4 separate regions of the Sus scrofa genome follow, and all the other regions are linked to region 1. Evidence: chromatin contacts called from public Hi-C and HiChIP or PLAC-seq data. All regions are on one chromosome and are shown on one strand. Each heading gives the region's core, a stretch centred on a gene start, on an enhancer-like site or on the middle of the called end of the contact. The rest is flanking DNA. Distances are from core to core; before and after follow the strand shown. Region 1 holds the start of TCAIM (T-cell activation inhibitor, mitochondrial). Region 2 holds the start of TMEM42 (transmembrane protein 42). Region 3 holds the start of KIAA1143 (KIAA1143 ortholog). Region 4 holds the start of LOC100738134 (zinc finger protein 502).

The links. A called contact is a pair of places that touch in the nucleus more often than the background predicts. HiChIP or PLAC-seq counts read pairs in DNA pulled down with a chosen protein or histone mark.
Region 2: a Hi-C map of liver shows a contact between it and region 1, with 4 times the contacts expected there. The contact joins the promoter of TMEM42 here to the promoter of TCAIM in region 1. A contact is called at or near these places in 2 of 5 promoter capture datasets (fetal liver and liver), 6 of 47 Hi-C or Micro-C datasets (alveolar macrophages, heart right ventricle, liver and 3 more) and 1 of 2 datasets of contacts at active chromatin or transcription factors (skeletal muscle).
Region 3: an H3K27ac HiChIP or PLAC-seq map of alveolar macrophages shows a contact between it and region 1. The contact joins the promoter of KIAA1143 here to the promoter of TCAIM in region 1. A contact is called at or near these places in 1 of 5 promoter capture datasets (liver), 2 of 47 Hi-C or Micro-C datasets (heart right ventricle and liver) and 2 of 2 datasets of contacts at active chromatin or transcription factors (alveolar macrophages and skeletal muscle).
Region 4: a contact with region 1 is called in a Hi-C map of skeletal muscle, with 6 times the contacts expected there. The contact joins the promoter of LOC100738134 here to the promoter of TCAIM in region 1. A contact is called at or near these places in 2 of 47 Hi-C or Micro-C datasets (heart right ventricle and skeletal muscle) and 1 of 2 datasets of contacts at active chromatin or transcription factors (alveolar macrophages).

The regions. Positions count from the first base shown.
Region 1 is chr13:27,644,382-27,651,613 of Sscrofa11.1, reverse strand. TCAIM (T-cell activation inhibitor, mitochondrial) reads right to left here and starts at 3,544. Exons shown (of 12, transcript XM_021071724.1): 1 at 3,281-3,544.
Region 2 is chr13:28,042,841-28,050,072 of Sscrofa11.1, reverse strand. TMEM42 (transmembrane protein 42) reads right to left here and starts at 4,703. Exons shown (of 3, transcript XM_021071749.1): 1 at 4,461-4,703; 2 at 2,478-2,624. The coding sequence starts at 4,658.
Region 3 is chr13:27,962,928-27,970,159 of Sscrofa11.1, reverse strand. It overlaps KIAA1143 (KIAA1143 ortholog), which reads left to right and starts at 3,629. Exons shown (of 3, transcript NM_001244174.1): 1 at 3,629-3,787. The coding sequence starts at 3,680. It overlaps KIF15 (kinesin-like protein KIF15), which reads right to left and starts at 3,574. Exons shown (of 35, transcript XM_021071746.1): 1 at 3,400-3,574. The coding sequence starts at 3,418.
Region 4 is chr13:27,926,191-27,933,422 of Sscrofa11.1, reverse strand. LOC100738134 (zinc finger protein 502) reads right to left here and starts at 2,534. Exons shown (of 3, transcript XM_021071740.1): 1 at 2,408-2,534. The coding sequence starts at 2,483.

The DNA.
Region 1 (7,232 bases), core at 2,295-4,794:
GCTCTAGTGTAGGCCGGTGGCTACAGCTCTGATTGGACCCCTAGCCTGGGAATCTCCATATGCCGCGGAAGCGGCCCAAGAAATAGCAAAAAGACAAAAAAAAAAAAAAAAAAATCCCATTGTGGCTCAGCAGGTTAAGAACCAACAGTGTCCAAGAGGATGTGGGTTTGATCCCTGACCTCAATCAGTGGGTTAAGGAACTGGCAGCTGCAGCTCTGATTTGACCCCAGCCCAGGAATTTCCATATACCGCAGGTGTGGCTGCCAAAAAAAAAAAAAGCTATTCACTTAATAATTCTCATACACATTCAATGAACTTATTGTTCTAAGATGATCGTTTCCTATTCAAATTAATGGGATAAATTATTTCCCATAAGCTCTCCCTTAAGAGGGAGCTCTAACAACTAAGTGACAGATCAGTTTTGGGAAAGATAGGAGGGCTAAGAAGGGTAGAAAGAGAAGACAAACAGGAACCATCCTTGTAGGGCACTGGGTTCTCAAAATTCAAGTTTGAGAACCACTGGTTTAAAGAATCCTAATTCTATAACCTTACAGGACTGAGGTGTCAGGAAACTTAAAATTCTTTACATTTCCTTGTTCAATACAATTTTGGGGAGAGCTTTTTTTTAATTATACCTGAGGCATATGGCAGATCCGAGGCTATGGGTTGAATCCAAGCTGGAGCTGCTGACTTATACCAAAGCCACACCAGATCGGAGCCACATGTTACCTACACTGCAGCTCACGGCAATCCCAGACTCTTTAACCCACTGATCAAGGCCAGGTATCAAACCTGAATCCTTATGGATACTAGTTGGGTTCTTAACCCACTGAGCCACAACATCAACTCCCAAGAGAGATCTTTAGATATTCAATTGTATGCTAAAAATCAAATGAAGATTTTGGAGTTTCCGTCGTGGCTCAGTGGTTAATGAATCTGACTAGGAACCATAAGGTTGTGGGTTCGATCCCTGGCCTTGCTCAGTGGGTTAAGGATCTGGCGTTGCCCTGAGCTGTGGTGTAGGTCGCAGACGTGGCTCGGATCTGGTGTGGCTGTGGCGTAGGCCAGTGGCAACAGCTCTGATTTGACCCCTAGCCTGGGAACCTCCATATGCTGTGGGAGCGGCCCAAGAAATGGCAAAAAGACAAAAAAAAAAAAAAAAAGATTTTAAGTTTTGCTTGAACTGGTTCTTTGCTTCCTGTATAGTTTACTCACTTCTTGAGATTAAAACAAAAAAACTAAGTGAAAATAAGGATACAGGCAAGAGTTTGGCAGGCACAGCTGCTTGCCTTTTCATGTGGCATAGATTTTGGGTGAGTCCTCATCTTTGCAAGGCCAAGTATCACATTTTATCACTTTAGTCAGAAATAAACAGGCCCTGGGAAAATGAAACATAAGGGGCCTTACTGATAACTTTTAAATTGAGAAATGTAATTGCTGAGAAGACTAGAAGATTCAAAACTGCGTTCTTTTCCTTACAGGACCAGCTACCCTGAAAACCAAGTTACTATTAGCAGATTTAAGACCCACTGCTGGAGTTCTTGTTGTGGCTTCAGGGGAAACGAACTGGACTAGTATCTGTGAGGATGCAAGTTCGATCCCTGGCCTCCCTTTTTGGGTTAAGGATCTGATGTTGCTGCGAGCTGCAGTTGCAGCTCGATTTGACCCCTGGACTGGGAACTTCCATATACTGCACCTGCAGCCCTAAAGCAAAAAAAAAAAAAAAAAAAAAAAAAGGCCCACTGTTGGGTGTTCCCATTTTCAAGTGACAAAATCCAAATGCCTGGGACACCCAGATCAACTGCAAGATTCTGGTCTTCAATTTCTTACATGGACAGTTTTTGCCCACATTCCACATAACCACTATCCATCCTTCCACTTGGAATAGGCCTCAGGCATGTTACAAAATAACTAAAACGGTTCCCGTGTCCTCACCACACTTGGTAAGACACCCAACCCATCAACAGGCATTTACCCAGGCACTTACGTACCAGGCTCTCTCCAAGTACTGGGAACAGAAAAATAAGACACTCTACCTCGCCAAAAATTTACACTATAGGAAAGAGGGCAGGAGTGAAAAAAACAGACACAAGCAGATAATTATAAAACACTACAGTAAATGAAATGACAGAGCCTTGCACAGAGTATTAGAAGAAACTCCCAGGTGCTACATTTAGAGAATGGTGCTCTGGAAGACTTTGGATGGAGAGTGGAAGGCAAGAAGGTCCACATTCCTTTAAAAACCATCGGAAATGGCTGCTGTAATCCACTTAATAGTGATACTAGCTTCTATTTCATAAGATGAACATTTCTGATTTTAACCTAAATTCTGTGCTGTTAATAGAGAGACATCAAGTTTCCTGTTAGGTTTCAAATCAAATTTGGTAGAGAGATAACTAAATTGGTGGGAAAGCCAACTTATGGGTAGTTCAGAAAAAAACTTTTGTTTAAATTACTTTTGACTGAAATCATTTTTACCAAATGGAGGTCCTAGAACTGATCTGTGGCCATTTGGCACATTTTTATTTGAAAGTAACTTATTTTAAAAGAGTTAATATCCTCAGGCTACTCTCATTTAAACTTAGTAACTATCTTGTCAGGTTTTAAAAAGTAGTTCTAAGGAGAGAGAAAAACAGGCAATTTTTGGTTGCTTTTCAGTTTAATACTTGTTAGAGAAGGTGAAAGGACCAAGAAAAAGCAAAAGTAAAAGCAGGAAGCCCTTTAGAGAAATTAATAAATTGTAGCAAAGTATTTAGGTTTTTAAGATTCCTTTTCTAAATCTGCCATGAGATTTGAATAACAATTCCTATGATAAGTCAAAGACTTCGGGGAAGTATGACAGACGGAAAAATAAAACCTAAATCACCTTAGGTTTCTCATTTCAAAACAAGTTAAAACAGATGCGTTGCGGGTACTCTGGCCCCTGGCACTGCCTGTGTTCAAAAGCTGGAACTTGGGGACTCCAAGAGCAGCCCACCCCCAACGCCGCCCCCACCCCCTCCTGCGCCCAACAGCCTGAAGGCACAAACGGAGTCCCTCCCCACCTTCTCCTTAACAGTTCAGGCACGGATCTGCCCAGAGAGTTTCCACCGACCCGCTCCACCTCCCACCACATACCAAGAGGAACAGTCGCTCCTACCGCAGGGGTGTGCGGCGGCGCGCTGGGCCGTGCTGGGCCGTGCGGGAGCGCATGCGCACCGGGGCCCCGGGCGGACCAACGAGCGCGCGCTGCCGGCCTGGTCCTCCACCCGCCCGAAGACAAACTCTGACAAGCCCCTACCCGCAGTGCTTTCTCGGCCTCCCGCCCTCGAAATCTCAGCTGGGTGCGTTCCGCTCCACCCGTCCTTCTGCGCCGGCTGCGGAGGCTGGCTAGAGAGGAGTCGCAGAACGCGCTCTCATTGGCCGAAGCATGCCAAGTCTTCCTTTCGGGCGCCTGCGCGTAGCAGGAGACGCGGGTTAAAACCCTAGAGGCTCTCAGCCCCGCGCTGACGTCAACAACCAGGTGACCGCCTGTCTTGCACGCAGCCTTGGAAGCTCAGATCCGTTTTCTTACCTCCGGCCGGGAAGAGGCTCAGCGCGCTCCGCTGAAAGCTTTGAGAAGTGCGACTGGAGAGCTCTAAGAGATGTGAAGGACGAAGCGGGAGGGAGTCGGAAGATGATTGGGCGGCAGGTGGCCGGAAGGTCTTTGCGCGGAGGGCGTGTAAAGAAGTGCGATTGAACGCGAGATGGAGCCGGGAGATTGGAGCGGGGGGCTAGAGCGCGCACGCATGCGCCGGCTCTGCTCCCCACCCACCCCACCCCCACTCCGATCCGGGTGCCCCCAACCCTGGCCGCCTGGGACGGCTGGAGGCTGCCTGGGCGTTTCAGCCAACACTGTGTTAGGAGCTGGCGCCTTAACTACAGCTCTCACTTGAAAGCTCCAGATTTTAAAGTTCTTAAAAAGCATGTCCTTTAGCTTTTAGTTTTTCTTCAGACCAAAAAGTGTCTTAAAAGTATTCCCTTTGGCATTTTCCCATAAATATAGCTAATTAAAAAAATTTTTTTTTCCGGTTTGCATTTTCTTTTTAACCTCGGGCCCCTTCAATATCTGGGTATTTTGAAACCTTAAGCACTCTCCATCAGCTTGGGGGTTTTAATATTACATGTACTTCGCTTTTAAGACTTTGGTTACCCGCATAAACTGCCACAGAGAGAATAAGGCAAATACAATTAGAGCTTTTTTTCCTTTTCTCTCTTTTGGCACCGTCGACCGAGGTTTAAAAGCAAACACCACCCCCTCCCCAAACCTCTATTTGTTCCAGCCCTCAGAGTTCCTGACCTCTCATTAGAAACAATCTGGGCAACCTGTGGTCTGTTCCATTCAACCCCATTTTTACTTTAAAAGCTTGTTTGTCATCTCTTGCATTTTCATCCTTTCAAATGCATCCATGCCACTGGCATCTGAATAGTCTCATATTTCTTTAATTCTTTTCTTTGGGTTTCACTTATCAGCCATAGAAAAAACTAGATTATAATTGCCCACTTACTGTTCTCCACCCTCAAAGTCACCTCAAACTGATTGTGGTAATCTCCAAACTATTTCCTAGGTTCTGAATTTTAGTAATGGCAGTCCAGTTTGTTCATACTAGAGAACTGTCTTGACCATCACCTTCTGCCTCTCTATCCCATTCATGTGTATTCACCATTCCACATTTTATCTTAGCAGAGCATTCTGCCTAGTGCTAGGCTTTACCGTTTTTATTCTTGTGAGGTTATACTCATTCCAATCATGCTGCCATTACCCTATTTTGGGACTCCTTTAAGAAATACGTTTAGTCCTGCTAGTCACACTTATTATCTTATTCAGAGTTTTTCTCTAAATGATTTAAAATTATGGTTTAAAGGAACTTCCCTTGTGGTGCAGTGGGTTAAGGATCCTGTGTTGCTGCAGCTATGGCTCAGAGGCTGCTACTGCAGCACAGTTTGATCCTTGGCCCAGGAACTTTCACATGCTGTGGCATGGCCTAAATAAATAAATAAATAATGGTGTAAAGTATCAAATCTAATGTATCAAGCTAAGGACTGAGGATGATCACCTTGAGAATGACTGCTACAGATTTCTGAAGATGGGTTCAGAGAAGTTTAAACCTCCTAAGACGGTCTGAAAGGTACAATCTTTGTTTGGATAGTTAAGTTCTGGTATATTTAAAGTACTGATTTCTTTAGTCATACCTAAGGTAACATACATAAATTACAAAATTTCAAGATACAGATAGTATTATACTAAAGGAAATAGATACACTAAAGGAAAACTTCAAAGAATAATTAAAGATTTTTGGTATAACTCAGAAGGTACTCTGGAATTTTAGTTTGTGTGAGTCAATTTCCAATATTATTTTATTATTCTAGATTACAAATGTAGAATAGACATTAGAGATTGGACTGAGTGTTCATCAAATCTACTTCACAACCCTAAAGGTTTTTCTGAAAGCCCCAGACACCTGCTTGCATATTTTTGCCTATATGTCTCCTTCTTATTAAATGCTTCATGACACTCAGTTTGTGATTTTCCATTGTTTGGGTTATTGGGATTCACCATACTTAGGTTTACCTAATTTAAAAAGAAGTCAAAAAATAATTTGAAAAATTGGAGTTCCCTGGTGGCTCAGCGGGTTAAGGCTCTGGTGTTGTCACTGCTGTGGTGCAGCTTTGATCTCTGGCCACAGAACTTCCATATGCTGCAGGCTCGGCCAAAACAAAACAAAACTTGAAAAATCACTTGCAGTTTGGGTAAAACTTAAAATTTTTAGTATTTGCACCCTCACACCATGCACAAAAATAAACTCGAAAAAATGGCTGAAAGACTTAAACATAAGACATCATAGAACTCCTAGGTGAGAACACAGGCAAAACATTCTCTGACATCAACCATACTTTTCTTAGGTCCATCTCCAAAGCAATAGAAATAAAAAAATAAACAAATGGGACCTAATCAAACCTAACAGGCTTTTGCACAACAAAGGAAATCATCAAAAAACCAAAAAGACAACCTACAGAATGGGAGAAACAACCCCAACCAAATAGAAAAATGGGCAGAAGACCAAAAGAGACATTTCTCCAAAGAAGACATACAGATGGCTAGCGGACACATCATTAATTATTAGAGAAATGAAAATCAAAACTTCAATAGGAGTTCCCGTCGTGCGCAGTGGTTAACGAATCCGACTAGGAACCATGAGGTGTGGGTTCGATCCTGCCCTTGCTCAGTGGGTTAACGATCCGGCGTTGCCGTGAGCTGTGGTGTAGGTTGCAGACGCGGCTCGGATCCCGCGTTGCTGTGGCTCTGGCGTAGGCCGGTGGCTACAGCTCCGATTCAAGCCCTAGCCTGGGAACCTCCATATGCCGCGGGAGCGGCCCAAGAAATAGCAACAACAACAACAACAAAAAAGACAAAAGACAAAAGACACACACACACACACACACACACAAAAAAAACTACAATAAAGTACCAACTCACACTGGTCAGAATGGCCATCATTAATAAGTCTATAAATAACAAATGCTGAGAGGGGGTGGAGAAAAGGGAACTCTCCTATACTGTTGATGGGAATGTAAACTGGGACAACCACTATGGAAAACAGTTTGGGGGTTCCTCAGAAAACTAAATATAGAACTATCATAAGATCCAGCAATTCCATTCCTGGCCATATACCTGAACAAAACTTTCATTCAAAAAGATATATGCACCCCTATGTTCATAGTAGCACTATTCACAATAGCCAAGACATGGAAGCGACCTAAATATCCATTGACAGATGGATTAAGATGGGATATATACACAATGGAATACTACTCAACCATAAAAAAGAACAAAATCATGCCATTTGCAGCAAAATGGATGCAACTGGAGATTCTTACATCAAGTGAGGTTAAGTCAGAAAGACAAATACCATACGCTATCAGTTACAGGTGGAATCTAAAATGTGGCACAAGTGAACCTATCTACAGAACAGAAAGAGACAGACATGGAGAACAGACTTATGGCTGCCAAAGAGGAGGGGGAGGGAGTGGGATGGACTGGAAGTCCGGGGTTAGTAGATGCAAACTATTACATTTAGAATGGATAAGCAATGAGGTCCTACAGTATACCACAGGGAAATATATCTAATCTCTTGTGACAGAACATGATGGAAGATAATGAGAAAAAGAATGTATATATATGTATGACTGGGTCACTCAGCAGAAATTGGCAC
Region 2 (7,232 bases), core at 3,454-5,953, 400 kb before region 1:
AAAATGGGAATAATAAGGCTGCCTCTCTCCCCGTGTGGCTGGAAGAAGTCAACATGTCACAGCAGGTCTAATCAATTACCATTCCGTGAATCACAGCTTGGCTTTAGCCCCTGTGATAGCTTAAAAAGAGCAGCAAATTGTGCTCTGGGGATTCTGAAAGAGGAACAGTCTTCTGGGGAGAAGGGAAGGGAATCCAAAGGAAAGGAAAAAGCAAGCACAAAAGCATAGAGGTGGGACTGGACATGGTGGACTTAAGTTGAGATGCAGATATGTGGGTGGCTCAGGCATGGTGCACTGCGGTGTTAAGGAGACAACAAGGAAGAAGTTGGAGAGGTGGGCTAGAGCCAGAGCCCTACCACTAGGAGTCATGGAACAGCTGTGGAAACTCATCTGTCAAGTGCAATGAGTAAGAGAGGAGAGCAATGAACGTGCTACATGTGTGGCGAGGACAGGTCAGATCAGACATGACCTTCTCTCCCCAAGCCTGAAAGCTAAGCAGTCCCTTCCTACTGCAGGGAATGTGGAAGGAGACCTGGGGCTAGCAGTCAGGCTCAGGAGAGATGGGAGGGCTCCCAGACAGGCAGGGGGACCCCAAGCAATGGAAGCAGGTGGGCTCTGCACTCGATACCATGAACTAGGAATTACATTTGCTTGGTATGAGATACCAAAGTCACGGGACCAAAGGACTTTGGGTGGGAGCAACCTCTGGGCCACTCTCCTTTCCTAATAAGTAGAATAGAAAAACAGGTTCCCTGAGGGAGGGCAACCTTTTCTCCTTGAGTACCAAAAGAATGGACAGGTACTCTTGAATGTGAAGAGCACCGGCCCAGGTGAAGTCAAGAAGGAAGCATGCAGGCAGGCAGGCCCCAGGCCTGGATGCAGGGGTGGGGTTTAGACCCCCCTCCAGAATTGCAGCTCACCCTGGCTGCTCTCTCTTACTCCAAAATATTAGGGAAGAAAAAAATTAGCTAAGAATTAAGATTTCACACCTGGCAGTTTTAACTTACAAAAAAAAAAAGTATTTATTAATCTGGTTTTCCTTCTTTTGCTGTAATATAGAAGCCTGACCCAGATGGCCTGATAAATCTGTATTAAGTTGTCAAAAGCCCCACCAGTCACCAATCCCAAAATTCCGTGACTGGTCTTTGTCGGGCAGCAGGACTGCAGTTACGGCAGGATTTCAAGTCCAAAGAGGAAGCTGGCTCACCCCAGGGGCTCCCACATCTGCCAGGGCGCACTGGGTGGCTGGGAAAGGTGAGTCAATAGCACCGAGCAGGTGTATGGAGAAGGCTTCAGGGCAGGACATCGCTGCGGTGAACTCCCCCTCACAGAAGCTGGAGCTGCCCACTGGAAGGCTGCTCCAACACAAGTCTGTCTCCCGGGAAGCCTCTCCCTTTGGCCAAGGGTTGGAAGGCTGTGCACCCAGATCGCCCTCAGCTGTCCCCACACGCCAACCCAAGCCTGAGTCGCCACCACTGTCTTTCCAGCAGCTCTGTCCAGCCCGCTGGTGCTACTGCTGCTTGTGCGGAAGGGCTTTGCTGGTTGGTGGGAGCTCCCTGTGGATGAGGGTGAGTCCGCAGAGGATGAGGAACACTCCTCCCCACCACAAGACCTGCTGGCACTCTCCGTACAACACAAAACCCAGGAAGGCCTGCAGGACAGAGACAGCTGTGAGGTCGGGTGGGCATGTGAGGCAGGACTCGACCATGTGGGTTTTCACCACCTGGCTTTCCCTGCTCCCAGGTCTGGGGCTGGAAGTCTTGGGCATGAGACCCAGCTGTCACCTTCGGCAAGTCCCATCTGTAGAAGTGGGGAGGGTACCTTCTTCATGCACCAGACCTTGGCAAAGTGCACAAGAGGGGTTCCCGCTGTGGTTGAGTGGATTAGGAACCGGACTAGTATCCATGAGGATGCGGGTTTGATCCTTGTCCTTGCTCAGTGGGTTAAGGATCCAGCATTGCTGAGAGCTGTGGTGTAGATCACAGATGCGGCTCAGATACCGTTTTGCTGTGGCTGTGGCATAGGCCGGCAGCTGCAGCTCTGGTTTGACTCCCTAGCCTGGGAACCTCCATATGCCACGGGCGCAGCCCTAAAGTCAAAGTGCACAATAAAGTCCAGTGGAGGCCGGCAGCCATGCCCAGCACACAGAGGACCTACCTGGTCCTCCCTGCCTTGACCACAGGGCTGATTGGCTCAGCCCCACCTGGAAGAACCTCAACCCAACATGTCTCATGTCCAAGTTCACAGACCCCTGAGGAGTAGTGAGTGAATAGGCTTTTTACAGATAGACTTCATCCCCATCTAACTTGAGAATTCCTCCAAGTTTGAGAGATTAGAGAAGGAGCCATCAAGGGTGAAGCCACAGCCCAACCTCTACTTCAGTTCCTATCCCTTCTCCTATCTGGGAAGGCAAGGTTATCCCAAGGACAACCCACCCAGAACCCAGGATAGAGGGACCATACGCTCAGGTTACTCACCGAGCTGAGGATATTTGAAAACGTCACCGTGACAGATGCAATGGCTGAAGACATGGAGAAACTGAGGCCCCGGCTAAAGAATGTCCACATCAGAGAATTGGTGGTAGCCATCATAATAATGCCTAAGATGCAGAAAGCCACGTTCACCTGCAGGAGAAAGTGTCACTGCAGCCACGGCCAGCACACCCAGGGCCATGCTTACTGGCAGCCGTGCCCTTAACAAGATCCTCCACAGACTGGGGGTCCACAGAGCTTTCCTGCACAGGACTTCACTTAACCCTCAGTGAGCAGCACACCCATTTCATGGCTGAAACCATCTCAGAGAAGACACATATCTGGCCATCTTACTGGCCATGTGACCCTGGGCAGAAGTAAAATGCTAATACATAACCACTTTTTTTTCACTAACACCAATCCCTTACTGGCCTCACAGGGACCAATGCCTGAAGTTCATTCAGTTCCAGAGGGCCAAGTATCAGTTGGTATGAGGTATGAGTAAATCAGGGGCAGAGTCCTCACTTCCTAGGATCAAGCAAAGCATGTATTAGTCATGCCTCCCCATATCCCGTGCAAGCTACAACCCGCTTAGGCCACTCTCATGGGGCATTTTTGAGCTTTTACTCCATGCCAGGTTATATGCTAAGTGTTTTAAGTACATTTTCATTTATTCCTTAACTTCATTTTACAGATAAATAATCTGAGACATTTAGTAACTTGGCTAAAGTGCCACAGCAGCGGGGAACTGCCAGGCTTCAAGCCTAGGCAGTGTGGCTCCCTGCTCTGAAACAGGATACAGCTGTGCCTAGGAAACCACCACCTGAGACTGTTTGACTGGTAATCCCATGCATCACTTGCAGGACTTGCAGATTTGTTTGCCTTTTTTGTTTTTTAAAGGAGAATCTTGAGGGAAGAGAGGATTTTTAGAAGCCTCCTACATAATCAGATATGCAGACCCTTTGCTTGGTTTTGAGTTATAAACCAGCCTACAGACAGAACTGCTTCCTCTGGGGATGGTGCCCATCTAAACCTGAGACTCTTATTTTCTCATAAGTTTTCCAGTAGCTAAATATACAGTGTCTTGAGGAGGGAGTGTCTCTGTATATTTACACAGAAGCACTACATGCATCAGTGCAGTCCTATATAATACTGACTTACAACGGTCTGGTGCACAACTGAGAAGCCTAGAAAACCTCAAGGCTCATCATTCCTCAGATTACTTTGGAGCAATCCAAGAGTAACACCCAAAAGGATACCAACTTCAAGCATGGCCTCTCCCCCGAACGAGCCCTAAATAGGCTTAAACCTAAAGAATCTGCCTGCCCACTGTCCAGGTCAGGGCCTAACGCTGCGTTGCAGATGCAATGAAACTTCCTCAACAAGCAGAAGCTGGCCTAAGACTTAGGATGGGAGAGGCAAAGGTACACCTTAACAGACGTCGGGAGGCAGCTGAGGAGTTCTCAGCATTGGCAGAATGTCCAGAACGTTTCTGTCTTCCCTTACGCCTAGGATGTCCCAACTCCCAAGTTTCCTGGCAACAGTGTAGACCAGCCAAACACCCGTTACTTACTGAGGAAAAAGATGGGCAAGAGGCTTCTCACCTTATGAGTCACGTGGAGAGAAATGTTCAGGCACAAAGGGCCTAAAATGAGATGTAGAGTGTGGATGTAGGAGGTGTGCATCTTCCCCCGAAAGCGAACTAGCCCAATCGGAGGAGAGATTTTACATCCCTGGTAAGGGAAGCAGGCCTCAATCCCCGACGTCTCTTACCACCTACATTGGACGAGGGTTGGGCTTGACTTCCAGTGGAAGGTTGCTCTCCTGTCACTAATAATTGCACAGCCTGGCCGCGGACGGAGCCGAACAAACCAGTAGAAGTGAGGAAGCCCCAGGGGCCGCCAGCCCCAACTCACCCCGCAGCCCCGCAGTGTCCCTCATCCGCCCGCCCCACCCGCCCGCCATCCTCAGCCGCGTCCCGGGCTCAACCTCGCTGCCGAAGGCCAGCTTGGCAGAGGCGGCGGCCAGAGCCCCGAACGCTCCAGCGCACAGGCAGTTGAATACTCCCCAGAAGCGGCGCCGCATCGCGCCGGCCTGCAGGTGCGGAGGAAATCCGGCGGAGACGTTAGAGTGCGAGGCAGCACACACACCGCTCCCCACAACCTGCGGCCCTCCGGCCACGGCCATGGTGCCCGCCTCCTTCTCTCCGCTCCCCAGCAACGTCAGCCACCCAGGTCGAACGTGCTCTGCGATTGGACCGCGGCCTCACGTGATGAGAAGCTCACGTGATGGGGTTGCCAATTGAGGCTCCGCAAAGGCGTCGAGGGGCGGGGCCGCCGGCCGAACCCCAGGCTGCCTTCTCCCAGCAATGATCCTCCTTCGCCGTCAGGTTTAGTCTTACCTAGGAGCAGTGTTGGAACGATATCCAAGGCTGACTGTGGTATTGTGGTTGCTGTTGTAGAATAACTCTTCGTGGCTTAGCAGTTTCAACCCTTGCCATTTGATGTGGTCCAGCATCGGCTTCCCTGGAATTTGTTTCAAAAGCCTAACCAGGCCCCGCTGCAAGCCCATAGACTCAGAATCTGCGTGTTTTTTTGTTTGTTTGTTTGTGAGTTTTTTTTTTTTTTTTGGTCTCTTTAGGGCCGCAGCCATGTCATATGCAGGTTCCCAGGCTAGGGGTCTAATCGGAGCTGTAGCTGGCTGCCTACACTGCAGCAACAGCGATGCAGTATCCGAGCAGTGTCTGCAACCTACACCACAGCTCATTGCAACGCTGGATCCTTGAACCACTGATGGAGGCTAGGGATCGAACCCTCAACCTCATGGTTCGAGTCGGATTCGTTTCCGCTCTGCCATGATGGGAACTCCAGAATCTGCATTTTAACAGGACAGTGACCTGCATCTTCTAGTTGGACAATTGCAAGATATGGAGATGCTTCGGTAGAGGGCGCCAGAGACCTTGCATACTCAGCAAGAGGACGGGCTCGTTTCAGCTTCTGATAAATCAAATAGTCCACATGGATGGATACATGCTTATTTTAGGAAATTTAGAAAGGTCTGTCTGTCTGACTGTCTGTCTGTCTCTCTTTTTTCTTTTCTTTCTATCAAGGGCCCGCACCCACCGCATATGGAAGTTCCCAGGCTAGGAGTTGAAATTGGGAGTATCAGCTGCTGGCACAGCCACAGCAGCACTGATCTGAGCTGCATCTGTGACCTACTCCATAGCTCACAGTAATGGCAGATTCCTGACCCACTGAGCAGGCTGGGGATCAAACCCGCATCCTCATGGATACTAGTCAGATTCATTTCCACTGCACCACAACGGGAACTCTGGGGCCTTTTTTCTAAACATGATTTCACACTGCATGGCACTCTTTTTTTCCATTCAGTCCTTACTTGCCATCTTCTCTCACAAGGTGGCTTTGTGGCACCAATAAAAACATGGATAACCCTGATAATTCCTATGTGGTATAAACTGTCCTATTTTACAGCTGAAAAAAATCGAGGCTGAGAGGCATCATGCCACTGAACAAAGCCGTGTGAACCCCACCTCAAGGACAATCCCTTGGAAAGCTCTTATGTTAACTTGAAACCTACGGGAAATCGAGTGGTATTTGTTAGAATGGCGGGGAAGGAGGCAGAGGCTGGAGTAATGAGATTGCAAGCAGAGTTTATTAACCAACAAATCAGTTGGGAGCTCTGAGCAAGTAAGACAAACTCCCCCAGTAAGGGAGTGCTTGGTTTTTTTATAGACAGGGGTCGTTTTGTTGAGCCATGTAGTCTGCAGCCTTGGGGCTATCTTTGTTCTAGGGAACTCACTCTGTTACATGAGCCTGTTCGATAAGGAGTCTGCAAGTCTGGATTTAGCTGGGCTATGCTGATTTTTTGTCCTTTTTAGGCTTTGTTTCACTTTACACCTAAGAGTTTGCACTGGATCAATTCTGCATACTTTATAAGGAGTTTTCTTAGAACAAAAGATGCCTCTATTAGCACTACATGTTGAGCTTCTCAGAGTCACTTCCTCTGTAAAGCTGACTTGACTTTGCTCTCTTTGCAACAGTCCCGTGGTTGTACATCTGACTCCATGTTAGCCTGCAAGCTCCTTGAGGGCAAGGGCACATGTCTTTCCTCCCTAGGTCCCTAGTGCCTAGCACAAGGTCTTGTTCTGGTGATGATGGTTGAATTGATACCATCCTTGGAAACCCTGCTGGAAAGTGATTCCTGTCTCCTGGACAAAAGCTCCTGTGTGCACACCTATCACCTGCTAGCAATCTTGTTAAAATGAAGATGCCAATTCAGATCTGGAGCTGGATTCAGGTTCTGCATTTCTAGGAGACTCCCAGATGGTGCTAATGCTGCAGCCTCAGGGACCACACTAAGGTTGTAACTGACCATTGTCTTCAGCACACACATGCCTAACTGGGCTCCCACAGACAGAAGTTATGCATGTTTCCCTTCTTTGTTCCTGCCAAAGTGCCTGATATTGTGACCAGCTCATGTCCTTGCTACTAATGTGTGATTTACAAACTATGATTTGATGATAAAAGATAAGTAACATTTAAAAAGTTGCTAACATCACCATGGTGCTAACTAGAGCACCCTGAACTGGGAGTATGAAAGGGAAGGAATACCTCATCCCTTATTTATTTATTTATTCATTCATTAATTAATTAATTTATTTGTCTTTTTAGGGCTGCATCCACGGCATATAGAGGTTCCCAGGCTAGGGGTCTAATCGGAGCTGTAGCCGCCGAACCTACA
Region 3 (7,232 bases), core at 2,380-4,879, 320 kb before region 1:
AGTGCTGGGATGGGGATCTGATAGTGGGTAAAGGATCTGGTGTTGCCACTGCTGAAGCTTAGGTCACGACTGCGGCTTGGATGATTCCCATCCTGGCAACTCCATATGCCTTGGGGCAACCAAAAATGAAAAGAAAAAAAATAAAAAGAAAAGGCAAAACTACACTACCCAAAGCAATCTACAGATTTAATGTGATCCTTATCAAATTACTCATGGAGTCCCCTCTGGGGCACAGCAGAAACAAATCAGACTAGGAACTGTGAGGTTGCCGGTTCAATTGCTGGCCTCGCTCAGTGGGTCACTCAGTGGGTTAAGGATCTGGCACTGCCGTGAGCTGTAGTGTAAGTCACAGACGCAGCTCGGATCCAGTGTTGCTACAGCAGCTGTAGCTCTGATTTGACCCCTAGCCTGGGAATCTCCATATGCCTCAGGTGCGACCCTAAAAAGCAAAAATAAACAAATAAATAAATAAATAAAATTCTCATGACATTTTTCACAGAAATAGAATAATCCTAAAATTTATATAGAACCATTTAAGACCCAGAATTTCCAAAGCAATTCTGGGGGGGAAAAAAAAAGCAGGAGGCATAACCCTCCCAGACTTCAGACAGTAAGTACTACAAAGCTATAGTCATCAAACAGCATATGGTATTGGCACAAAAACAGACATATGGATCAGTGGAATAGAAGAAAAAGCCAGAAATAAACCCAGACACCTATGGTCAATTAATCTTTGACAAAGGAGGCAAGGAAGACAATCTCTTCAGCAAGTGGAACTGGCATATTTGGGCAGTCCCATGAAAATCAAAGTTAGAACACACCCTTACACCATACACAAAAATAAACTCAAAATGGCTTAAAGACTTAAACATAAGACATGACAGCATAAAACTCCTAGAAGAGGAGTTCCCTGGTGGCACAGCAGGTTAAGGATCCAGCATTATCACTGCTGTGGCACAGGTTGGATCCCTGGCCCAGGAACTTCCACATGCCATAAGCACAACCAAAAAAATAAAAAATCATATGACACAAATGAACCTATGGAACAGAAACAGATTCAGGGACATAGAGAACAGACCTGTGGTTGCCAAGAGGGAGGGGGTTGGGAGAGGGATGGACTGGAAAGCTGGGGTTAGCAGATGTATTACATTTAGAATGGATGGACAAGGTTCTACTGTATAGCACAGGGAACTACATTCAATATCCTATGACAAATCATAATGGAAAAAGTATTTTAAAAAAAGAATGTATATATTCTATGTATAACTGAATCACTTTGCTGTAGAGCAAAAATTAACATATTGTAAATCAACTATACCTCCATTTAAAAATTATTGTTTTAAAAGAACAGCCAAAACTAATCAATTGTTCCCACAGCAGAACCCATAGGGAAATCATCAACCTCAACTTTGCTAGCAAATTTAAAGGAGTGGGAAAGTTTCCCATGGAAATCACCACCATCATAAAGAGGAGATGTGAATACCCTTGTTTCCATTCCTTCTAAAAAGCGATGTAGATAAACATGACAGAATCCTTTGATAGACAGTCTCATTCATATACATGTCACTTCCATTAAATAAACAGATGCTCTAATTATATCACAGGCATCAATTCTCCTGTTTGAATCCAGATTTACCCTGCAACGAGCAAGTACTGTAATTGCGCCCAGAAAGCACGATGAACATTTTGGTCCAATAATATAACAGTGTGTGTGCTAATATTTTCAAAATTCAGAAAACAGTGGAGGGAGAGGAACATTTTATTTTATTTATTTATTTATTTATTTTGCTTTTTAGGGCCGCACCTGCAGCATGTGGAAGTCGGGAGACTAAGGGTCTAATCGGAGCTACAGCTGCCGGCCTACATCACAGCCACAACAATGCAGAATCCCAGCGGAGTCTGGGACCTACACCACAGCTTGGCAACGGCAGATAGAAAAGGAACATTTTACATGGAAAAAGAGAGCTGAGGTGCTCAGGTGATGGTGTGACTGACCCAAAAAGTTAGTGAGGCAACACATCAGAAAAGAATCACAGGAGTTCCCGTCCTGGCATGGCAGAAACGAGTCCGACTAGGAACCATGAGGTTGTCGGTTCCATCCCTGGCCTCCCTCAGTAGTTTGGGGATCTGGAGGTGGTGTGGATGGATGTACACCGCGGATTCAAGTCGAATCCTGAGTTGTTGGGGCTGTGGTGTAGTCCAGCGGCTACAGCTCCAATTGGACCCCCAGCCTGGGAACCTCCATGAGCCGCCGGGTGCGCCCCTAGACAGCAGAAAACAACAACAACAATAGACAGCTAGAGAGAGGCATTAATGTTACTGTAAGGCTCAAATACCACCAAAAGTTCACAATTTGTTCAATCTTCTAACATAGGCATCACCTCATTTCCATTCCACCATTCCCTGAGATTCATCAAATCAGTTCAAAACCAGCTTTAAAAAACAAAAGACTCCTGGAGTTCCCGTCATGGCACAGTGGTTAACGAATCCGAATAGGAACCATGAGGTTTCGGTTCGTATCCCTGACCTTGCTCAACGGGTTAAGGATCCCGTGTTGCCGTCAGCTGTGGTGTAGGTTGCAGATGGGGCTTGGATCCCAAGTTGCTGTGGCTCTGGCGTAGGCCGGCGGCTACAGCTCCGATTAGACCCCTAGCCTGGGAACCTCCATGTGCCGAAGGAAGCGCCCTAGAAAACGAAACAAAACAAACAAAAAACAAAAGACTCCTTAAAGGCTTAGGTCATGTAAGGGGTGGGGGCATTTACATACGAACAGCAAAGGACCAAAAATTAGTGAAAATTGAAGGGTTTTATAAAAAGCAAGTGACAGGCTCCCATCATGAGAAAAAGGAAGAAACTAAAAGGGTCCCCTTGAGAAGAAAAAAGGGATAGTGAGAACATAAGAAGATACTACTTAAGTCTGCTTTAAAAGTCCCTCATCTAAGGAGAGCCCACAGCGGACCCTCCTAAAAGTACATGCTTGGAACAAATATTAAGTTCACCCCTTCAGGAAAGTCAGTACTGTGGAAACACGCAGAAGGTGGTGAGAGCTTGGGCCCACCCTCAGGTGAGGATACCTGGAGAGGCAGCCTCTGCGACGAAAGGACAGGACGGAGTACGGAAAGGAAGGACTAGCAGTCGCTTAAAAGCCAACCGCCTGGATGAGGGCTCTCGGTTTAGGTTCTCACCTCAGCCCCACCGCCTAGAACTGCATCTGGGTCGTAGCGTGCGCCCAGGACATAGATGGAAGCGAAGAAAGCTGTTCCATCAGAACATTGTCTTGGAGAGACAGTTTCCAAACACCCCTTGGCACTCAGTCCGCTCCTGCCCTTCACGCCCAGCAGAAAACCTTGCATTTGGAGGCGGGGGGAGGGGATTAAGAGGTCGAGGCTCCTCACTTACTTTTGCAACCTGGCGCCATGGTACTCTCACCCCTCGATGCCGAGACGGTGGAAGCAAGCGCCCTCAACTCTAGCAGCGCAGCCCGATGGGATTCCGCCCACTCAAGATGGCCGCGAATTTGAATTTGGCGCTCAGGTCGGACGTTGACGCCAATACGAAGGCCGCCATGTTGCCCGGCCTACGGCCCGGGGGGCGGGGCCGATGTGATGTCATGAGTAGGCGCCGTCACCTCGCTACAGTTTCAAGGGGCCGGGAGAGTCTGTTTTTCTTCAGAGCAGCCATGAGCAAGCGGAACCAGGTGTCCTACGTGCGGCCAGCCGAACCGGCTTTCCTGGCCCGCTTCAAGGAACGAGTCGGCTACAGGGAAGGGCCCACCATAGAGACGAAGGTGAGCCCGGGCCAGTCGCGTTACCTTAGAAACGCGGCCCGCCCCGCCACTTCCGTTTTCTACCTCAACTAGGCCAGATACTCCCACTGGTGTCTGGCCCCCGATACCAGTGTGCTCGGACCCCAGTCTAGTCTTCTTGAAACAACTACAGCCTCGTGCGCCCAAGAAGGTGTTTGTCGTTTACACAGTGCTTCTGTGTTCTTGAAAATGACTCGACGCAGATAAACCGCCTCGTCCTTGGTAGATAGAAAAGAAAGATCATTTTACTGCCTCTTCATTTTCTCTTGCTTATTCCAAAACCTGTAGTTAGCAGAGTGGCTGGTAGCGTCGTCTCATTTTCCAGATAAAGAAACAGGCCACTGGTTCAAATGATCCTATATTCTACGTCTTAAGTCTGGAACATCTTTGGAGGAATGCCCTAGATCTATTCCTAGGCTTTGTTGTTACCAACAAAAAAGTAAGCAAAGCCTTGAATAACCTGAATCTGAGTAGAAGAGGAGTTCAAGGAGCCACACTTGAATAATTTAGGAATGGGGATCCGTGGGAGTCAGCTTCTGCCAGAACGAATTCACATCAAAACCACCTGTCTTATATTTTTTACTGTTTTTTTTTTTTTTTTTTTTTTTTTGGTCTTTTTTGCTATTTCTTGGGCCGCTCCGGCGGCATATGGAGGTTCCCAGGCTAGGGGTCAAATCGGAGCTGTAGCCACCGGCCTACGCCAGAGCCACAACAACGCGGGGATCCGAGCCGCGTCTGCAACCTACACCACGGCTCACAGCAACGCCGGATCGTTAACCCACTGAGCTGGGGCAGGGACCGAACCCGCAACCTCATGGTTCCTATTCGGATTCGTTAACCACTGCGCCACGACGGGAACTCCCCTGTCCTATCTTTTTAAATAGAGACTATTATGCTAAGGGCATGTGTAGAGAAATAAAGAATTTACTTAATATTTTGTCTAACAGTTGCACTACGATCCAAATTATTTAGACACCAGTCATTTAGTATAAGGACACAACATTGACTAAAGGAGTTCTCTTGTGGCTCAGGAGGTTAAGGATCCGACGTTGTCACTGTAGTTGCTGATTGTCACTGCAGCCTCTCAGATCCAACTCCTGGCCCTGGAACTTAGGCATGTGGGTGTGACCCCCCAAAAAATTATTGACTTAAGTGCAGTTAATCCAATAAGTATGTGCTAAACCCAGGCACTGTATCAGGCTCTGACAAAGATGGATCTCTCCAAAATGCCATGTTCTTTAATACCTGCCTGCCAGCCTTACCTCTGCCTTCACAGGTCACCTCCATGAAGTTCTTTAAACCTCCCCCAGTTAGTCCTTCTCTGTTCTTCTCTTCACTCTATCTGTATCTTATCTGCAGTACTCATCATTTCACCTTGCAACTACTTGCTCTCCTGTGTATCTCAACCCCTAAATTGAACACTCTATGTTAGTATTTTAATTGCTTTCTTTTTCTGGTTCAATGCCTGGCACCAAGCAGTGGATGAAAAGTTAAATTAGTTAGATGACTGTGTTTTTCATCAGGTGAGGCATCATTGAGGAGGGGATATTTAAATTGAATCTTGCGTATGAGTAGGTCAGTAAGTAGAGATGGAAGGAACAACATGGGTAAAGGTGTAGATATGATGGGTCATAGAATGTGTAGAAGTGATTGAGGGACTGATGGAGCTAAAGCTATATGGACTATTTAGTCGGCAACAAGGAACCATGTTTGGTTAGAGATAACATAACGGGGAGTGACTGGTCCCTAGAACCAAAAACAGTGAGGATGACAAAGAGGATATGTTTTGAGAAGAGGGACATGGATTCAGCAATGAGAATATGAGACATAAGCTTATAGCTTGCTTCTGGTCCTAGTGATGATCAGGTGAGTGCAGTGAACACCTTGAAGGTTATAGCTTGGCATGCTAACTTAGGAGGCCTGTGGCAGGAAACTGTTCCAATTAATATCAGTGATTTTGGCCTACACATTTAATCAAGAGACCTTTCTGTAGAGAGCTAATCTCTGTTCCTGTGTTTGTGGAACCACCTTTTTTGGGAGTGGGGGTGGGGCACAGCATGCAGCAGGTTGATGTGGGATCTTGGTTCCCAGACCAGAGATCAAACCCAGGCTACAGTGGTGCAAGCTACAAATCCTAACCACTAGACCAATAGGGAACTCCCCAATACCTCCATATTTTTATTTTCCAGACAAGCTGCTGGAAAGGAAGAGAGATGAACAGAAGTAAGAGGACCTTTTACTTGCTGCTTTTCTTTGCTTTGGTTGTGTTTATTTCCTGTCACACTTTGAGAAGAGATGGAAGGGTTGATGAAGAGTTTTAGTTTGCAGTTACTGTGAAGTTTTGATATGAGTCTATATATATACGAGATTGTTTTAAGTTGTTGGTCTCTTAATTGCAAGTGCAACTCCAGTGTCCCACATTTGTACCCTCCTCTTCTATTTCTGATTTTGGTGGTATAATTGTGGATGATTTCCTATCTTTGATATATATACCTTTCCTGGTGAGCCTTGTCATTTGTGGTATTTTTGTTTCTGGGTGTGGCCTTTTCTTTTCTGCCTAGAGAAGTTCCTTTAGTATTTGCTGTAAAGCTGGATTAGTGTTGCTGAATTCTCTTAGCTTTTGCTTATCTGTGAAGCTTTTGATTTCTCCTTCAAATCTGAATGAGAGCCTTACTGAGTAAAGTAATCTTGGTTGTAGGTTTTTCCCTTTCATCATGTTAAGTATATCATGCCACTTCCTTCTGGCCTGCAGTTTCTGCTGAAAAATCTGCCGATAACCTTATCGGGGTGCCCTTGTATGTTATTTCTTTCCCCTAGCTGCTTTCAATAGTTTCTGTCTTTAATTTTGGTCAGTTTGATTAATATGTGTCTCAGGGTGTTCCTCCTTTGGTTTAATTTATATGGTACTCGTTGTGCTTCCTGGATTTGAGTGAGTGGTTCCTTTCCCATGTGAGGGAAGTTTTTGGCTATTATTTCTTGAAATATTTTTTCTGTCCCCTTCTCTCTCTCTTCTCCTTCTGGCACCCCTATAATACGGATGTTGGTGCGTTTAATGTTGTCCCAGAGTTCTCTGAGACTCTTCATTTGTTTTCAATCTTTTTTCTCTTTGATGTTCCACATCCATAATTTCCACTAATCTGTCCTCCACTTACTCGTTCTTCTGCCTCCTGTATTCTGCTATTGGCTGCTTCTAATGAATTTTTTATTTCAGTTATTGTATTTTGCATCTCTTCTTGTCTAAGTTTTATATCTTGTATCTCTTTGCTCAGTGTTTCCTGTAAATTATCCATCTTTGCCTCCAGTGTATTTCTGATGTCTTATATCATCTTCAGCATCAACAGTCTAAAGTCTTTTTCCTGGAGGCTGAGAATCTCCTGATCACTTAGCTGTTTTCTGGGTTTTTTTTCCTCCCTCATCTGAGTTATAG
Region 4 (7,232 bases), core at 1,285-3,784, 280 kb before region 1:
CATAAATTACTTTTATAGTCAGAAAAATATTTTAAAATGAGAGATCTGGCTCATGGGTTTAAACACAAAAAGGAAAAAAAAATTTAAATGCCACATCTAATGAATACAGTACAGGTTTCCCATTCAGATTAAGATCAAAGTGGAAAAATGGACTGGACTGGGAATCAGAAAATTTTGCTCTACCACAGCCTACAATGAGCAGGCCTATTGTGACAAGTTATCTGAAAAAAGGGACAAATTAGATAATACCCATGAGTCCTTCTAGCTCCAAGGTTCTGTGAAACTCTTGACTAAATGAGTTAATTCACATAAGCATTTATAAAGGTATCTGCCACATAGCGGGGAGTCAACAGGGGTTAGGCATCATTATATTGGAGGACAGGTTGGTGACTACCAGTCTTTTCTAGTCTTAGATCATCTGAGTTGTTCGCCTATGCCAAAAGTTAGCAAACTATGCCTCTATAGTTCAAAAACAGAACTACACAATGTGTAAACAAGTGATCTTGGCTGTGTGTTTTAATAAAATTTCTTTTACAGGAGTTGCGTCGTGGCGCAGTGGTTAACGAATCTGACTAGGAACCATGAGGTTGCGGGTTCGGTCCCTGCCCTTGCTCAGTGGGTTAATGATCCAGCATTGCCGTGAGCTGCAGACGCAGCTCGGATCCCACGTTGCTGTGGCTCTGGTGTAGGCCAGTGGCTACAGCTCCGATTCAACCCCTAGCCTGGGAACCTCCATATGCCGCGGGAGCGGCCTAAAGAAATAGCAAAAAGACAAAAAAAAAATTTCTTTTACAAAAACGGGTGGTAGACCAAATATAGACCAAGAGCCTTAGTTTGCTGACACCTTGGCCTTTAAGTTACACAGAAGGGAAATGTACAGGTGCTTCCACAAATGCATAAAGTGGAATAATCTGTTGGTGATTTTAAAATGCTAAAAGGACCTATCTGAATCTACACTGGAGGAAATAGGTATTATGGAAAGGGATGTGTATGTATGTGTACGTATGCATGTGTATGTGTGTGTGTGTGTGTGTGTATATATATTTCCACCCTCATCTTGCTAAAACTAACAGGGATCCAGTTTCCTTCTCATGTCTTGTAAGTTTTCACCCTGCTGCCACTGCCCTACCCCTCTAGAATTTGCTGATGGATTCTAGAAGAGTCAGGTGGGGTTCTTCAAAAATATGAAACCACAATTCTTTCAATAAGACCACACTTAAATGTACCTTCTCTGAAGTCTTTCTTTTTTTTTACAATTATCATTTTCTTTCTTTTTTTTCTTTTTAGGACCACACCCGCGGCAAATGCAAGTTCCCGGACCAGGGGCTGTATTGGAGCTGCAGCTGCCTGCCTAAGCCGCAGCCACATCAACATCAGATCCTAGTTGCATCTGCGCAACTTACGCAGCTTGGGGCAATGCTTGATCCTTAACCCACTTAGCAAAGCCAAGAATTGAATCTGCATTCTCATAGATACTAGGTCGGGTTCTTAACCTGCTGAGCCACAGTGGGAACTCCTGAAGCCCTTCTTGACTTGCCTGTCGGCCCTAGGTAATGAACTCATCCAGGCTGCTGCATCTTTTCCTGCCTTGGGTCACTTAGCTGCAATGTGTCCTTGTATAAGCCATCTAGTCTCTCCGCACCTCAATTTCCTCATTAAAAACTAGTTAGTACACAACTGCTTCAAACAGTGCCTGGTACATGGTAAGTGACAAATAAAAGTGGCTTAAATTATCACAGAAATCTGCTGACATATCTATGTTCTAACACTACAATGGAAGCCTCTTCCCATTTGGCAAGGCTCCGAGGTCACTCACTTTGTATTCCCACCTCTAAATTATATGTAATATTTGGCAAGTAATGGATAGTAAATTTTTTCTGTTAGACATTAACGTTTTCATAAGTGCTAACATGTACATGCCATGAACTGAGCTTTGTAGAGAAAAGAAGGCAGTGACAGTCCAACTTTAGAGATGAAGAAATCGCCTCTGTACCCTGGGGAATTATAACCCAGGTCTCCAGACTTCCTAGCCAGTGCTCTTTACACTATTTGCCTTCTCCTCTTAAGTCAGTTTGAGCTGCAGCTGAGGGAAGTGGCTGGTATTCAGAAGAACTATGGCTGCCGGGATTTCGTTTCGAACATGGGTCCTAGCTCTTGATCATTTATCCCCCACTCAATCAACATTCATTCATTCATTCATTCACTCCACCATCCTTAGGCGTGTCCTCTGTGCCAGGCCTGGAGAGTGCAGGGATGAAGCTGCAAGACAGGTCAGGCCGCCGGCAGAGGCAGCAATCCGGGGAGAACAACGTCCTGGTGGGCTTCCTACACAAGCCTGTGCCCATCGCCCCGGTGGAGGCGGGCCAGGAGCCACTACTTTCCCCTCACTTGGGCCCCGCCCGCTCACCGTGAGGTCCGGGCGCTCCCCGCGGGGCGGCAACCAGGCTTCCAGACGTACAGGAAAACCTACGGCGCAGGCTCATCCGCCGGGCCGTAAGAGCAGTGGCGCGGCCGGTAGTGCGTCACCAGCGGCCCCGTGGATCGCATCTAGAGCCGCCTGTGACTGCCTCTCTAGGAATTGGGAGGAGCATCTCTATGGCAACCGTAGAGAAGGCGATCCCTGACTGTTTTTTCTCCAAGCCACGTGGCATTCTCGCTGTCCCATGAAAGACCGCTTTGGCCCAGAACACAGTGATCACTTGATGCCACAAGAAAACTGTAGACGGGGGCGTTAGGGTTGGAAAGAGTGCTAGGTGGGGGTCAGAAGGGGCCATATCAGTAAGGGATTATTATTTTTTAAAAAAAGCTCCTGATTAAGAACCTTGACCTCAGCAATGGGCTCTGACCAAGGAAACCAGCTGGTGTTTCTTCCAGGCATGAGTGGTCCTGTTACCAGCCAGGGTTCTCCACCTTTCCATTCAATAGAAATTGATAAGCCAGACAAGAAATGCAGGAAAGGCTTAATTTGGGGCACCTGCAGCAGTAGGAGGGAGGGAAAACAAGTTACATGTTCCTTTGCTCCCTCCCCAAGGGGGGTTGAACTGGTTCCTTATATGGAGTGAGGGCAAGGGTTGATCCAGGATAGGGAAGGAGGGATGATTTAGGAGGGCTGCCCACCCCTTTGGTGGTGGTGTGTGCAGGGTGCCTGTGCAATACCCTGCTTTTGCTCCCAATACCCTTTTGCTCCGGTGGCGGTTGGGTTTTTGCTTTTTTTTATCTTGCCATAATTTGCCCCAAGTGTGCATGCACCCAACTATTTTCAGTCCCTTGTAGTTTATTTTGTTGCTCCAGAAGATGTTTGTCCAGCGGCAAGCACTGAAGCAAAGGATCCCAGATCCCAGCCTGTCTCAGTCTGGTGGAAGAGGAGGTGGGAGCTCTGGCCAAAGGCCTTCCCACACTGGGGAGAAGGATAGGACTGCATGCCTGAGTGGCTCCAACAGGATACCAGGAGGCAAAGGCTTCAGCTGCAGGCCTTGCCACACTCAGGGGCACAAGTAGGGCTGGCTTCACCCCATTGTGCACTGTCTGGTGCTAGATCAAGTGGGAGCCGCACATGAAGGCCTTCCCACACTCCCCCAACACCCACATGGCTCTTCCCCCTGGTGAATTCTCAGGTGCACAATGACAGTGGAGCTCTGGCTGAAGGCCTTGCGGAACTTAGTACATGTATAGCGATTCTTGCTGCAGGCAAGAAAGTTTTTTTCCCTTTCATGTACACCTTGATGAAAAGGGAACAAGATTAGAAATGTACCATGCAAGGAAGTAGAATAACATGCCCTCTGGAATAAAAATATATCAGTCATCAGTCTTGCATTGGGCCTACTTTTTCAGAATAAAATGAAAACACACTCATTCACAAGAGAGGTACTTGAAAAGAGGTAAGAAAAACAAAGAGGTAAGAAGAATGATTATGCACAACTCTATCTGTAGCATCAATCATATAAAGATTCTACATACATTAAATCAATAAATTCCTGAATTGTATTCCCTTTGAATTAAAAATTGCAATTGAAAAAAAGTCATTAATAAGTCTATCCTCATCTACTCATCTGCAGACTCTTCAGATTGCCCTGCTGGCCCTCCGCCTTCTCTGGCTTCCCCACTGTACAGCCCTCTGGAATCTCAACTTGGAGTTTGCTGAATAATTTTTTCAGTTTCCTCCAGAATCAAATCCTCCTTTTCAACATTGGTCTCAATACCTGAACAAGGTGAAGAAAATAAAAACAGTAATATATAGCAAAAAAAAAATAGAGTCACCTTTATATTCTAGATGGGGAATATGAGACTGTATTGGGATTTGAGCAAACCCAAGAAACACCTCTCTTTTAAGAAGCAGCATAGCACTGGGGCCAGACTGCCTCCACCACCAGCAGTTATTTGACCTCTCTGTGCCTCAGTTTTCCTATATGTAGAATGGGTTAATGCTATAGTATCTATTTTATCGTGAGGTTTTTAGAATTAAAAATATGTGTGTAAAGTGTTAGCTAGATAAGTGTTAGCTGTTAGTGTAATTTTCTGCTCAATTGACAAATAAACTATATGAAGACCGGTATAGCATCTTTATTCCTGAAAAGCTGATATTGGCAAATGTGGCTTAGAGCTGCAGGCAAGTGGAATTACTAACACTGAATCCCAAGATTAGATAGCATTAAGAATAGGGACACAGTTCTGGGAACTCTGGTGCTGTTCCTGTAACACCTGCAGCAAAGAGCCTCAGGGCAGACACATGGGCTCTGTGGAGAAACTGGACCCCAAGGATGAGAAGGGAGGAGGGCTGGCTTTGGCACAGCCTTCTTTTCCAAACTCAATCAATCAAATCCAATCCCTTTTTGTCCTGGGGCAAGAGTAAGTGTAGGGTCAGAAAGAGGATCTGAGTGTTAAGCTTCCTGAAACATCAGGATGGGGCACTTAAGTTCATAATTTTTCTATACATCCACCACAGTTTCAGAAAAAAACAAAACAGAAAGGGCAGTAAAGAAAAGCTTGCATTCTGGGAAGATGCAGAGATGGCACCATAACCAGATATTTTCCCAGGAAGGGCAATGCCTACAGATGGAAAGACTGCCAAACGAGGAGGGGACACATGGGGTGTCTTGGAGACTGACAAAAGCATCCAAGTGGGGTGGCCAGAGAAGGGCCTGGATGTGGACAGTTGGGTGCTGGGAGTCAAGGAGCTTGAGCAAGCCACCCTTGCCAGCAACTGAGAGACAGGACAGCAACTGCTGAGAAGGAAGTGAGGGATCCATGCAATCAAGTAGGGTGGGGAGCAGAGGGCTGCATGGAGGGCAGGGCCAAGGTCCTGCTGTGGGCAAAGCCCTGCTGGGATTGGAGGTAGGGGGTGTGTAGAGAGATGTGGATCCCCCACCTCACAGCCAGCAGTCTAGGTGGGAAGAGAGAGCGGAGCAGCTGACCTCCCAAAGCCGCCCCTTTCCACTCTATGGCTGCAGGAAATAGAACATGAAAGAGGACCCGCTCCAGGAGGTCCAGAAGAGAGAATCCGGGCTTTACATCCAGGAGGGCTGGAGAAGCAGAAAAGTGTGCAAACGTCAAGGAAGCTCCCAGGCAGAGCTTCCCTTCAGGACAGGGGAGGCCATGGAGGGAAGACTCAGCCCCAACACCGGGTAATGGTGTTACCTGGTCAAACTGGTTTTACGCACATACTTGAGGAGCAAAGGACAGAGCAAAAGATGGAGTGGAGGATAGAGGTGGCCAGGGTCTGTCTGCCTCAGTCCAACCCAAGCCCTCAGTGTGGGCTCTCAGCCTCCCTGAACTTTCTGATCATACTCATGCACAGATTTACTGCCTGTGTCTTTGTTTCTTTTCTCTCATCTCCTTCATGATCCGGAACACTTGATTCTTTTTTGCTTTTTAGGGCCATACCTGAGGCATATGGAGGTTCCCAGGGTAGGGGTTGAACTGGAGCTACAGCTGCCGGCCTATGCCACAGCCACGGCAATGCAGGATCCAAGCCACATCTGTGACCTACACCACAGCTCACAGCAACGCCAGATCCTTAACCCACCAAGCCAGGCCAGGGATCAAACCTGAAGTCTCATGGTTCCTAGTCAGATTCCTTTCCCTTGCACTACAATGGGAACGCCTGGAATTCTTGTCCTACTCACCAGCACTGCTCACCCACCCACCCATCATCTCAGCCTGGCTCAGGCTCTGCCTCCTCCAGAGTCTTCATCGACCCCTCCCCAAGCTCCCAGTGACTGACCCCTTCTCTTTGACCACCTCAGCCATCTATCCCCACTGCTTTGGCAATAACCTCTATTTTTTTGGTGAATTAGGGTTTTCCTTCCCATGCATCCATTTTTGTCTTCCCAACTAGAGTACAAGTTTTTGCAGGGCACCTGCTGAATCCTATGATGCCTGCAGCCTTCATAACCTGGCGCACTGGTGCAGGTCTCTGTGAGGACACAGTGCAGGCTGCGCATCAGCCTTGCCCTCAGATCTGCCAAGATGTCAAGCGTGCTTCTGTCCTGCCTCCCTCAGGCGCTAGAAAACTCAGTCCTAGTGCACAGCTGGCAAAATGCTTGGGGTGGCTCTGAATGGCCTTGGAGTGGAAGACACATGAGGACCGTAGGGTTTGCTGGACAGCCACAGCTAACCAAGGCTTGAGAATTTGTTGGAGTAAGTTCTTTATTTATTGGGGTTGTTAGAAAAGACTTGGGATTGTGGTCCCAGCAAGCAGCCTGTCTAATCACTGTGAAATTCTGGTGCCATGATGGACCCATAGCATCTGGTAGACAGAACCCTTGTGGACTCTCAGCCTACAGCGGCTGTGGGCCACCTTCTCTTTGGTGCCTCCCTCCACTAACAGCTCAGCATGTCACTGTAATGCTCCAAGAGATTTTCGAACTGTCCAAAAAAGAAACAGCCCTTCTTGAGACACAAGGACCCTGTTTGGTAGCCGTAGAAGGGAGGCCAGACCCTAAAGCCTGGGGTCCCAGGAGGGCACTCTGCTGAGCATCAGAGAGTATCACCCTAGTTACAGGGCAGAGGCCAAGGCCAGTGGAAAGCAGCTTTACCCAGCCTGGCTGAGGCCTCTCACTTCTTGCCAAGGCCCCAGAAGCACTTCCCCAGGCAGAGGCCCTCAGGACAGGAACCAGATGGGTCTCAGGCAGCAGGTGGACTTGGAGGGGTAAAGTCAGAGGCAGCCCTGGCCCTGCTCTTGGGGTGCCTTTCTCACCCCAGATCTCATGCTGTTGTTGCCAGGCTGAGTTTGT